Regions from separate parts of the Mus musculus genome. Here region 1 is linked to region 2. A link is a contact called in public Hi-C data. All regions are on one chromosome and are shown on one strand. Each heading gives the region's core, a stretch centred on a gene start, on an enhancer-like site or on the middle of the called end of the contact. The rest is flanking DNA. Distances are from core to core; before and after follow the strand shown. Region 1 overlaps Btbd9 (BTB (POZ) domain containing 9). Region 2 overlaps Btbd9 (BTB (POZ) domain containing 9).

What was found. A called contact is a pair of places that touch in the nucleus more often than the background predicts.
Region 1: a contact with region 2 is called in a Hi-C map of the N1E-115 cell line, with 2.4 times the contacts expected there. The contact joins two enhancer-like sites. A contact is called at or near these places in 2 of 484 Hi-C or Micro-C datasets (the N1E-115 cell line and granulosa cells), 1 of 115 datasets of contacts at active chromatin or transcription factors (embryonic stem cells) and 2 of 9 other capture datasets (adipose tissue and embryonic stem cells).

What each region holds. Positions count from the first base shown.
Region 1 is chr17:30,345,148-30,350,497 of GRCm38.p6, forward strand. All of the region lies in intron 6 of Btbd9 (BTB (POZ) domain containing 9), which reads right to left. Among named protein-coding and RNA genes, the nearest start is that of Btbd9, 230 kb to the right of the region's middle. Within about 2 kb of position 2,029, at least 68 of the 459 cell types and tissues checked have an H3K27ac peak or open chromatin away from gene starts, as enhancers often do. A contact at or near this core is called in the N1E-115 cell line, where this site is marked.
Region 2 is chr17:30,252,219-30,257,921 of GRCm38.p6, forward strand. The region is part of intron 9 of Btbd9 (BTB (POZ) domain containing 9); the gene reads right to left. Among named protein-coding and RNA genes, the nearest start is that of Zfand3, 250 kb to the left of the region's middle. Within about 2 kb of position 3,828, at least 15 of the 459 cell types and tissues checked have an H3K27ac peak or open chromatin away from gene starts, as enhancers often do. A contact at or near this core is called in the N1E-115 cell line, where this site is marked.

The DNA of each region.
Region 1 (5,350 bases), core at 779-3,278, 91 kb after region 2:
ATTTTTGCTTTGCTTAATTTTCTAGGAACTCCACATAAACCCTTTCTTCCAGTAGCTCTCGCTCAGCTGATGTGCTGCTCTCAACATCCTGAGGCATCAAGGAGATGTAGTAATTGCTTTCTTTTCAAGCTATCTTCCTAGGTCTCCTGGCCAGGCACAGCCAAGCCTGGCCCCCTCTAGCTCCCACCCCACCCCACAGCCGTTTTTATGTCTCTCCTCCTCTCTGCAGTTTTGTTCTGTGACTTTGGTGGAGCACACGCTTACCAAAAGCTTCCTGAGAAATGGTTTCTGGAAGATGAATAGTTACAGACTTTGAGCCACCTTCTAGTACGCCTTCCTGTTTGGCTGCCATTGTATGTGGTATGGGCCTTTAAACTACCAACTGTTTTCCTCGGGAGCTCTGAGAAGAGTATCATTTTGTCAGTCAACTGCTTTGGTACTGAAAGACCATTGTACTATCTGACCACAGCCTGCTCTAGAAGCGCATGGATTACGTCTAGATGCCCCATTCTCAGAAATTACATGAAGATGAGCCTGGGGTGGGTTTTGCCATCTAGAAACCCACACATTGCACAAAATTTCAATTGTTAGTCTTGACTTCTTCCCCAGGGCCTTTTCTCAATGACACTTGACGTTTGGATTACCAGAACCTTATGAGACCCTGTGAACCCTGACCTGCACTTTTATGCCTTCCCTTCAGCATAAGTCTTTTCATTGGTTTCATCTCCTTTCTTGGAGAGTTCAACCTCAGTGTCTAGGCTGCTTACTGATATTCTGATTCCGCTTTAATACAGCAACTCTCTAACAATACTTCCTATTCTCTAACTCTTCCTTCTCATGGCATTCTTGGTATAAAACTGCTGTTGTTTGTTAATCTCTCTAAAGATGGCAATGGCTTTTTGAAGTTTTCATTTCCCTATATACAAGCAAACAAACAACAGAAACAGGCAACTGTGGGCAAAAGCCCCCTTTTAGGTCCTTCAGCTTACCTTCTCATGGGCTGGCCAGATTAACTAGGGAGAGATCTCTAACTCGCTGCAAGGAAGAAGGATAAGGACCGAGATGCTAGTGTTCTGGAAGCAAGTCATAAAGCTGGACCCAAAACTGCCCATCTCTGTGCATATGGGTGTGTGTGTGTGTGCGCGCGAGTGTGTTAGGGTATTAACAATGCAGGGTTCTGTCTCTACAAGTGATGAGTTCACCCCTGAAGTATGGCCCTTCTTAACTGTGCACCCCTGGCTTAGCATGCTCTTATTTTGCCCTCATCAGTTAAGTTCCCAGTTTTGCACTCTGGCTGGGGAGAACGGTCAGGTTGTATGCAGTGGGGAAGTGGGCACTGGTCCTCCTCCCTTCAGCCCTTTCCTGCCCGGTGCACTGTTGGTGCTGTGCAGGTGCCTCGTGCCTTTCTGAGGGTGCACTTGTTCATGGGCTTCACAGTTTGCTCTTTTCCATATGATCAGGGTTTATGTCTACACAGCCTTGCTTGTGTTTTGCTAGGGTTCTGTTCTGAAGGGTGTGAGAACTGAGGTATGTTCACGGTGTGACCACCACTAAAGCCTTCACTACCTGTCATAAGGGAATGCCCATCTCTTTGGATATTCAGAGTTCCAGCAAGGACCTGTAGGGCCTTTTGCAGTCTGAGACCTGTAGCCTTCAAGTTTCTGTGGCCACTTGAAAACTGGTAGGCAGGACCATTTCCATCTCCACTTCAGCCTTCGGGCTACAATTCTATTCCTTATCCATTCCCTTCCAACTGCCTCTCCAGCCTCTTAGCCCCAGTCCTCCTACCAGGTCCTCAAATATTTGTCTTAGCCAACAGAGCCATTTCATCTTCTAGGCTGTTATTTTCACTAATTAAATGTCCGAACAAGGAGACATCCAGACAGTCCTATAAATTATCACCATTCTGCGGGAAGATTCAAACGACTGACTAGTTTTGTTAGCCGCAGTCTTTCTCCCCTGGGTAGAAAGGGGGATGTGTTAATTCCCACTGGGTAAAGATAAAGTAATTCAGCTCATCGGCACACTGCCACAGCTGCACAGATGGCCCCGGCCGCTCTGTTTATCTTGATAACTGTGGAAAACACCATCTCCTCCCCTTGCCTCTCTCCAGCACAATCACCAGCTCCACATGTACACCGGCTGATTGCAACCCTCTGGAGCAGAGACCTGTCTGGTGTTCTTCCTGCATATCTGCCATGCACCCTTCCTTTGTTGCTGCCGCCTCAGATAACAGCTGCTGCAGGGTACCTGATAGACTCAGCTGTGGGTCCTCTGGATGCTCCCAAATACCCCAGCTCAGCCAGCTGCATCAAAGCAGAGCCGTGGGAAGTAAGCACGAAAGGAGGCGGAAGCGCACAGTCACACCCTCTTTAATCATTATACCTACTGCAGCAGCTGTAGCAGCAGGAGGCAGAGGCCCGGGGCAGGGATGCAAAGATCTAATAGCTCCTGGCCTGCCAAGGATACCTTCTGGGATGCCAAGTGGGATGCCGAGTGGGATACTGGGAGAGCAAAACCCAGGGAGAGTACATCAGGACCCACTGCCTTAACTACTTGATCAGGAAGCCCAAGGAAAGCATTAGACGGGCTGTTCTCCTGGGCTGGAGTGAGTCACACAGGAGTAAGGCCAGACACAATGTTTTCAATCTCTGTTGCCTCTGTCCATCTCAGTACAGTCCAGTTAAACATAACGGCCACCATCCTTGTATGTCAGGACAAGTCTCACATCTCAGGACACTGCTCAGTCTCAGGAAACCGAGTTCATCCAGGCCACCAGCAGCCACTTCCACTCTGGAGGCACTGAAGCCGAGTTGATTCACATACATCTCACTCAGCACCTCCATCTTTCGGGCCCACTCACTCCCACCCCACAGCCACTCCTTGGCCTGTACCACACAGTTACAAACAAGGGTGGCAACGGTCAAGGCCTGCTTGTGCCTGACCTGCCCCAGAAGCCAAGGCTATGTTGACTCAGCTCACCCAGTTTCTTTTCTAGAGACCCTGTCAGAAGTGCAAGGCATGGAGCCCACAGAGCTGAATCAAAACAACCATGGCAGAGACTGAAAATCAAGCTTGTCTCAGTGTACAGGGAAACAGCGCCTCCCTGAATAACTTCACTGCTAAAGCTTAGAAGGACAAAGCCAGAGAACACTCCCTGGCCCAGGGCTGGATAATTCTGTGTGAACATCACTCTGGCTTGCTTTGCCCTCCCCTGCTCTGGCCAGCATCAGGCCACTTCACTGCTTACTATCAGGGAGGTAGATGGAAGGCAACTTCTCCACTTGAAGGCAGATTTCTCAGGAAGAATGCTCAAGCTCTGGGCTCATAAGTAGGAAGGGAGGATGGGTGTGGAAGCTGGGGTAAAATCTGTTAATAATTTGACTCCTTCTAACTCTCAAACTGAGAAAACTGCTGAGTCCATTTGCACTGGAAGACTAGGAAAACTGTAAGCATCAGACAAGAAAACCAATGGCTAAACTATACAAGATCCCAGCTTTTAAAGAATTATTTTAACAGCCATCACAGGCAATGGTAATATTAGCAATTAACAATAAACAAAAACTTGTACGTTTATATATGATTCTTTAATATTCTTATAGCCTCAATCAGAGAGACCATTAATTCAGACTGAGTGTGAACTATCACGTTCATAAAGACACCTGAATGAACAACTCAGATTTTGCTTCTTCATTGGCTATTTGGAAGCCTGCTTCCTTATCTGTAGAGGGGAGAGTAATGGTATCTAATTTAAGGGAATTTACAGGAACCAGGCACAGAGTAAATGTTCAGTTAAGAGGGGAGGCATATTGTAAGTACTCAAAAATGTGGGTGGGCACATTTCTCAGTTTGCTTAGCATTTTTATTGGGTAACTCTCATATGCTGAACCCTTTTAGACACGAGATAAGGAAACAAATGTGAACAAGTCAATTCCTAAAAGGGCTACTATTTTAATGTAGACGAAACTTCAATACCAATTAATAAAGAGCGTGTGAACTCTACCCTAGCAGCATGGTGGCTCGTGGCCATGCTGCCTCACCCAGACAGGGATGACCGGCAGAGAAGCTTCCTAGATGTGACTGCTCAGGACCAGGACATGACAAGGAAGAGGTGAAAGGAACCGGGAACGGAAAAGTCAAGGCAGGAGAACAGCATGTCTAGGGAGGAGAGAGCCAGAAAGACTGGGCAGAGCAACAGAGCTGAGGCTGGACTGGTCTGGCCTGGAGCAGCCACGGTGCAAACAGTGACTGCAAGGGCAGCAGGATGGAGGGCAGGCGAGGGCAGAGAACACAAGAGAATGTTTCAGTGACTAGCACACAGAGGTGACTTTAGGAACTGTAAATGCTGTGGGAGGAGGGGTGGGGACAGAGAGGTGGAGGTTGCTGCTTCCTGCTGTGTAGTGGGAACAGGCTCAGACATAATCACACCCCTTTCTTGGTTTAGTGAAGGGCTCCTTGCATGCCCCATGAACCTACCTAAGTGTACAGGGTGTAGATGAGTGGTTCCTTAATCAGATCAGTGTCAGACTCGTTTGAGGAATTTTAGAAATGCATGCATGCTACTCTTACAGTGTGATTTAACTGAAGTGAGGCAGATTGTCTAATATATGTCTCAGCTCGGAAACCATTAGTCTAAATCAGTAGTTCTCAACCTATGGGTTTCGACCTCTTTGGTGGTCAAACGACCCTTTTACAGGGGTCAACTAAGAGCATTGGAAAACACAGATGTTTATGTTATGATTTATAACAGCAGCAAATTGACAAGTATGAAGTGACAACCAAAATAACCACATGGCTGCAGCCTTAGGATTGAGAGCCAATGGCCTAAATTATAATGAGCACAGCACAGCCACACATAAAAGCACACACTACAGAAGCAAAGACTAAGTATTTGGGGTTAACATTCCTTTGGAATACTGGACTGCTGGACCACATTTTCAGTGTCTTTGTTTAGTTTTGGCACTATTACTATCTATGCCTACTTATTAAAGACAAGCATCTACTTTATGCACCATGTCCACGGCCACTTGTTCCAAGAAGGCTTAGTTTCTCCCCTGTCGATGTAAGTCTCCCATCTACTGCAGCGTGCCATGCAAGGGCTACATGTTCACCTCTACTCAACACTCAGGTCTCCTAAGGCAGAGCCCGTGTGCAACTCGGGGTCCCTTTCAGAGCACCCAGCACAATGCCCAGGATGGTGCCCTGAATGTATGAAAGTATTTGCAAACTGAAGAAAAAACTGTGAGGAGACAAAAGGTGATTGTTATAAGATCTGTACAAAGGAATTTAAAAACATTTAAAAATTGTTAAAATTCAAACAATATTTACTTGAAACTTTTTTCTTAAAATA
Region 2 (5,703 bases), core at 2,578-5,077:
ACAAAAAGTGTAAAGCAGAAATGAGCTGGGCATGGCAACAGGGGAGGCCGAGGAAGAGCCTGGGGAGGCTGAGAGAGACCAGCCTGGGCCACATAGGGAAGCTGAAACCAAACAAGCCTGTTCTTGAATAACCCCCACTAATGCCCCATTGCTCTTAGAACACAATTCAGTCCACACCATGACCTCATGCTGCTTCGGATCAGATTCTCCTGCCTTCTCCCCGTCACTCCTGCTCCCTTACCAAGCCTCAGCTGCATCCAGCACTCTTGCCTGCTTTCTTTCCTTCTTCTTTTTCTAAATTAATTTATTTATTTTATGTAAGTACACTATATATCTGTCTTCAGACACCCCAGAAGAGGGCATCAGATCTTATTATGGGTGGTTGTGAGCCACCATGTAGTTGCTAGGATTTGAACTCAGGACCTCTGAAAGAGCAGTCAGTGCTCTTAACCGCTGAGCCATCTCTCCAGCCCCTGTATACTTTCTTGCTTCAGGACTTTAACCCTTCCTAAAGGTCTTTCGTCAGCCCTGCAAGGCTGGTGTCTGTCACGGAGAGTACTGTGTCACCTTGATACAAGCTGGAGGCATCAGGAAAGAAGGAGCCTCAACTGAGAAAATGCCACCATTAAGATTGGGCTGTAAGGCATTTCTTTTTTAGTGACTGATGGGGGCAGGGGCGTTATTGTGGGTGGGGCTATCCTTGGGCTGGTAGTCCAGAGTGCTATAGGAAAGCAAGATGGGCATGGTGACGCACGCCTTTAATCCCAGCACTTGGGAGGCAGAGGCAGGTGGATTTCTGAGTTCGAGGACAGCCTGGTCTAAGGACAGCCAGGGCTACACAGAGAAACCCAGTCTCGAAAAAACCAAAAAAAAAAAAAAAAAAAAAAAAGCAAAAGAAAAAGAAAGGGCCATACGAAGCGGGCCAGTAAGCAGCACCCTGCACGGCCTCTGCACGGCCTCTGCCTCAGGTTGCAGGCCTGCCTGAGGCCCTGTCCTGCCTTCCTTTGAAGATGACCTGTCATGTGGAACTGAGTGAAATCAATCCTCTTCTCCCCAAGCTGCTTTGGGTCATGGTGTTTTATCACAATGATTGCAACCTGACTACAACACTCATCTTGGCTCTAAGGTCTCAGTGAAGCCTTTTCAACACCCATCCCTGACTGGCCAGTCACTATCTACTGGTTCTCTTGCTTCACAGAATGTATCAACAGTCATAATTTTATAATTACCTGGCATTTCTGCCATTACGATGTAAGAAAGTGGCACTACTGTGTGTCCTTCTGTTGCCTAACACTTAGTAGGTGTTGATTATTTGGAGAATGAGCACATGGGGATAAGAGATAGAGAAATGGGAAAATTCAAATCTATCTTCTGTGACTTCAATGGTATTCATAAAAATGGTTCTTGGATCCACTATTACACCATTATTATCTACTTTTTATCAATATTTTATGATGCCATCAAGGAATCAAATTGAATTAACCTGCACTGAGTTAGGTCAGACAATAATTGGCAGTAAAGCTGCATTATGTGGGCTCCACAGACATGCTATTTATAACCACACGCTTTGAGGGACCCCGACATTGCTGGTGCAGCTTTCATATCAAAAGAACCACTTAAGAGAGCAGCTGCTCAAACCAAGTCATGCAAATGCCTTCAACTCCTGCATTCATATACATTTATGCCCAATGTAACATCAAGGGCGGCTCACCCTGACTTTTAAAATCTGAGTTTTATTGACTTAGAATACCATTACATTGTCAGCCCACGAGTCTCTTTACAGTTGGTGCTCACACCACTGACCTCCAGGCCAACACATAAAGTGGGCTGTAAAAGGGGGCTGGAATACCCATCAGGAGCCCAGTGGTGCGTGTGCCAAGTGTCACTGAGAAGACTCTCCCAGGGGACTGCAGTGGGCCAGCTCCATGACAGGAGGGCACAGGGGCCGGTGCTCTGCCTTCCTGCCTTTCTAAAGCAGCCCAGCGAGCGTGCTGGATCTGAATGTGGACAGCGAGGGGTGTTTAAGGAGGAGCCTTTGCTCCACACCGTGGAGGGGAAAATCACAGGAAGTAAAGGCAGGAGCAGAAAGCAGGAGGAAGGGAAGAGCCAATGCTTCCTGCCCCAGGTCTCTGCTGCAATCCAGCCCTCACAGCAGAACGGAGGAGATGCTGGCCTTGCCACTGATGGAGCCATCCTGGCACAGGGTGTCTGCAGGGCAGCCACAGCCCTGGGCCACGTTCCACTCTGAGGAAGAACCTCATTTCAATGTGACTCACATACAATGGCACCCACTCTTTAAAGACATACTGGCTTTGTTTTGGCTTAGTTGTCAGTATCCCCACAATCAATTTCAGAAGCTTAACCTTTATACTTGCAGAAAGCAATCTGGACCCTGAGGACGGTCACCGGGTGGGCGTTCCTCACAAGCCCACACGGGGTGGGAGTGGGGTGGGGGGGGATGGGGGTGGGACTGGAGTTTCAGCTCAGTGCTTCTACTGGTTTACTCTGGGTGCTTGCTCTGTGTTCAGGAAGTCACGCAGCTGGTGGTCTTTTGTAGCTCCGTAGTGCTGCACACACGGGTGCTTTATTCCATTTACTTGGCAGGTAATATGTGCTCAGCATAGCATGCTTTGTGTGCCATACTTATCCAGGATCTCTGAACTGTTTCCACTCTGGGTAAGGCCGTGATGACGAAGGCCATGAGTATGTACGAGGAGGCAGACCTGTCTTCCACATGGGAGGCCGGTGAACCTCAGCTCCCTCTGCCTTACTTTCCTGAAGAGTTGTATTTTTTTTTAAAGTTGTCATTATATGCCACATATAATGTCCTTTGCACATATGCCTGTCATTACCTCTTTATCCCCTGCCACTGGGTCCTCCTTCCCAACAAGGTCCTTGCTATTTCGTGACTTTCCCTCTTAGCCGAATGGATTTAACTAAGGTTGTCTGCTGAGCACAGTGGCTGCTGCCCCCACGAGCAGAGGTTACACCACTGAGGTAACGACTGTGCAACCACAGCTGCCTTACAAGCCCCCCCAACACACACACACACACACACACACACACACACACACACACACACACACTGGCTCATGTATGTGCTGATGGTCTTATGCGGGGGAAGTCACTGCTCCTGTGCAAGTCCTGAAGACAGTGCTGCCCAGGCCTCCCTCCCTCTCAGCCTCCAGGTCTTTATATTCTTTCCAACATGTCTTCCGTGAAGCTAAACAGCTAGATTCTTAAAGCCAGAGATCACATATGATTTTGGTTAAATTCCATTTTCCCCTTGAATGGCTGCTGAGAAGGTTACTTCCACAGACTTCCTAGGGAGGCCAGCAGCACAGAGAATCCACTTTCCAGAATTCCAGTTGAGAACTTGAGCCTGAACACAGCAGCAAGCATGACCGTGGCATCCGACTGCTTCACTTCTGGCAGGTGCTCAGCCGCTTTCGGGAAGAAGGCCGTGTTCCAGTCAATGGGAATGACTACAGGCACCTAGACAGAGCCCTCAGCGATGGCTCTAACCAGGAGTGAGAGCTAGCTCGTGTACATGGGCTCGGATACATGTTCCACCCAGAAGAGCTGTGTCTTCAGGCTGGGAAGGAAGGGAGAACCCGAAAGAGCCCACAGAGGGTCCTATCACGTTCCTCAAGAAGTGTGTGATGAAGATTCTCAACCAGGAAAGAGGTAAAGCACTGGTGAGAACTGTAGCTACACAGAGGGCTTCCCTGGAGGTTCCTACGTGCAGCTCATTTATCATGGCCTTCTGAAACAAGCCTCTCTAGAACATGGGTTAACACCGCATAAAGAGGCCAGACCTCCCCTCAAAGCCCCAGCTGGCTGGCCCTATTCAGCAACCCTGCCCTGAGGCCACTGTGGCTCAGCCTGGGAAAGCTCATGACCTTCTGGAAGCCGCCCAACCAGGAGGTTGGCCCACTGAGTTTGTAATCCTAGTTTTAGGCAGGGTAGTCAATGTCTCCTTAGTGACAGATCTCATCTCTCCAGATCTGAAGGATGACTCTGATTTTCACTCTTGAGGACAGTGAGCAAGAATGTAGTTTGCGCCAGGGTAAATCTCACCTTGTACTCGTCCACAGCAATAACCTGTATCTAATTACGATTAGTGTGACAAAGTCTATGTTGCAATGTCATAAAAAGACAGCACAGCACCCGCAGTCTAATTACTCAACACACCCTCAGTGTATCTGTCCATTTACTTTCATGATAGTATCTTTCAGCTCCTAATCATGCCTGCCTCTGTTGAGAAGCACTGTGTTTCTGGGCTGAACCTGAAGAGAGATCAGACAGACCTCCAAGTCTATCAGAGAGACTTCTTAGCACGTATTTACTTCCTGACAGGAACAGTGTCCCTGCTGTACTGCACACAGGGCTGGGTGAAGACAGGGCTCAAGGAAGGCTGAACTTTCAGCAGCCTCAGCATCATCTTCGCTGGCCGGAGCCTTTCTCTGCTTCCTTTTGGCAGGCATGAAGTGTGAGCTGCTACCCAGTGACAGAGGAGCATAATCTAGGGGTCGGTGACCTTTGTATTCATCCCCAGCATCACCCACCTCTCCAGGAGGACTGGCTGCCACATTTGCATGCATAATGTGCCCAGAAGCCTTCTTTACAGTGTTTACTTCTCTGTTGCTTCCAAATGAAATCACTGAAGGGCAAATTTGATTTTCAAATCAGTTTTAAAACATCTGCCTTCTAAAAAAGCAAGAGTGGAGAGATAAGGCTTTGAGATTACAGGCTCGGGCTAATTATTTTAACTGATACCACTGTGTCCTGGCTAAAAATATACATGCTAGGATGTCTTTAACGCACATCCAACACCTACTGGGTGTTAATATTTCATTAGGAGATAGCAGCCAGGCCTGAGGGTGTGCCTGTGATTCAGAAGGACAAGGTGGGCCTACGACCCTTCTGCAGAGAAGGACAAGGTGGGCCTACGACCCTTCTGCAGAGAAGGACAAGGTGGGCCTACGACCCTTCTGCAGAGAAGGACAAGGTGGGCCTACGACCCTTCTGCAGAGAAGAACAAGGTGGACCTACGACCTTTCTGCAGAGAAGGACAAGGTGGGCCTACGACCCTTCTGCAGAGAAGGACAAGGTGGACCTACGACCCTTCTGCAGAGAAGGACAAGGTGGACCTACGACCCTTCTGCAGAGAAGGACAAGGTGGACCTACGACCCTTCTGCAGAGAAGAACAAGGTGGACCTACGACCCTTCTGCAGAGAAGGACAAGGTGGGCCTACGACCCTTCTGCAGAGAAGGACAAGGTGGACCTACGACCCTTCTGCAGAGAAGGACAAGGTGGGCCTACGACCCTTCTGCAGAGCCAGCTTTCCTGACCTTGTGCTTCTGGCACCTGTGTCTGTTCCAGCTGACTCTCAGTTTTAGCCATCACTTCCAGGAGGAGAGCTGTTTAGTATTTCTCAGGCTGTCCTTTTGTTCTGAGGTTGTGGCTTTGCTCTGGGAGTGGAGCTGTGACCCTTCTGCCGCTTGGGCTCAGGAGAGGAAGGGACAAGAGGTCTCTCCCCCTCCTTAACACACACACACACATAAAACACACACACTTGCAGCACACATGTCTGTGGGTATCTCTACATCTATGCAGCCATGGTATGCCAGGGCTTTTCAGCCATGCATGCAAACATTAAAAGAAATGTCAGAGGTAAATCTATCCTGTCTTCTGCCCT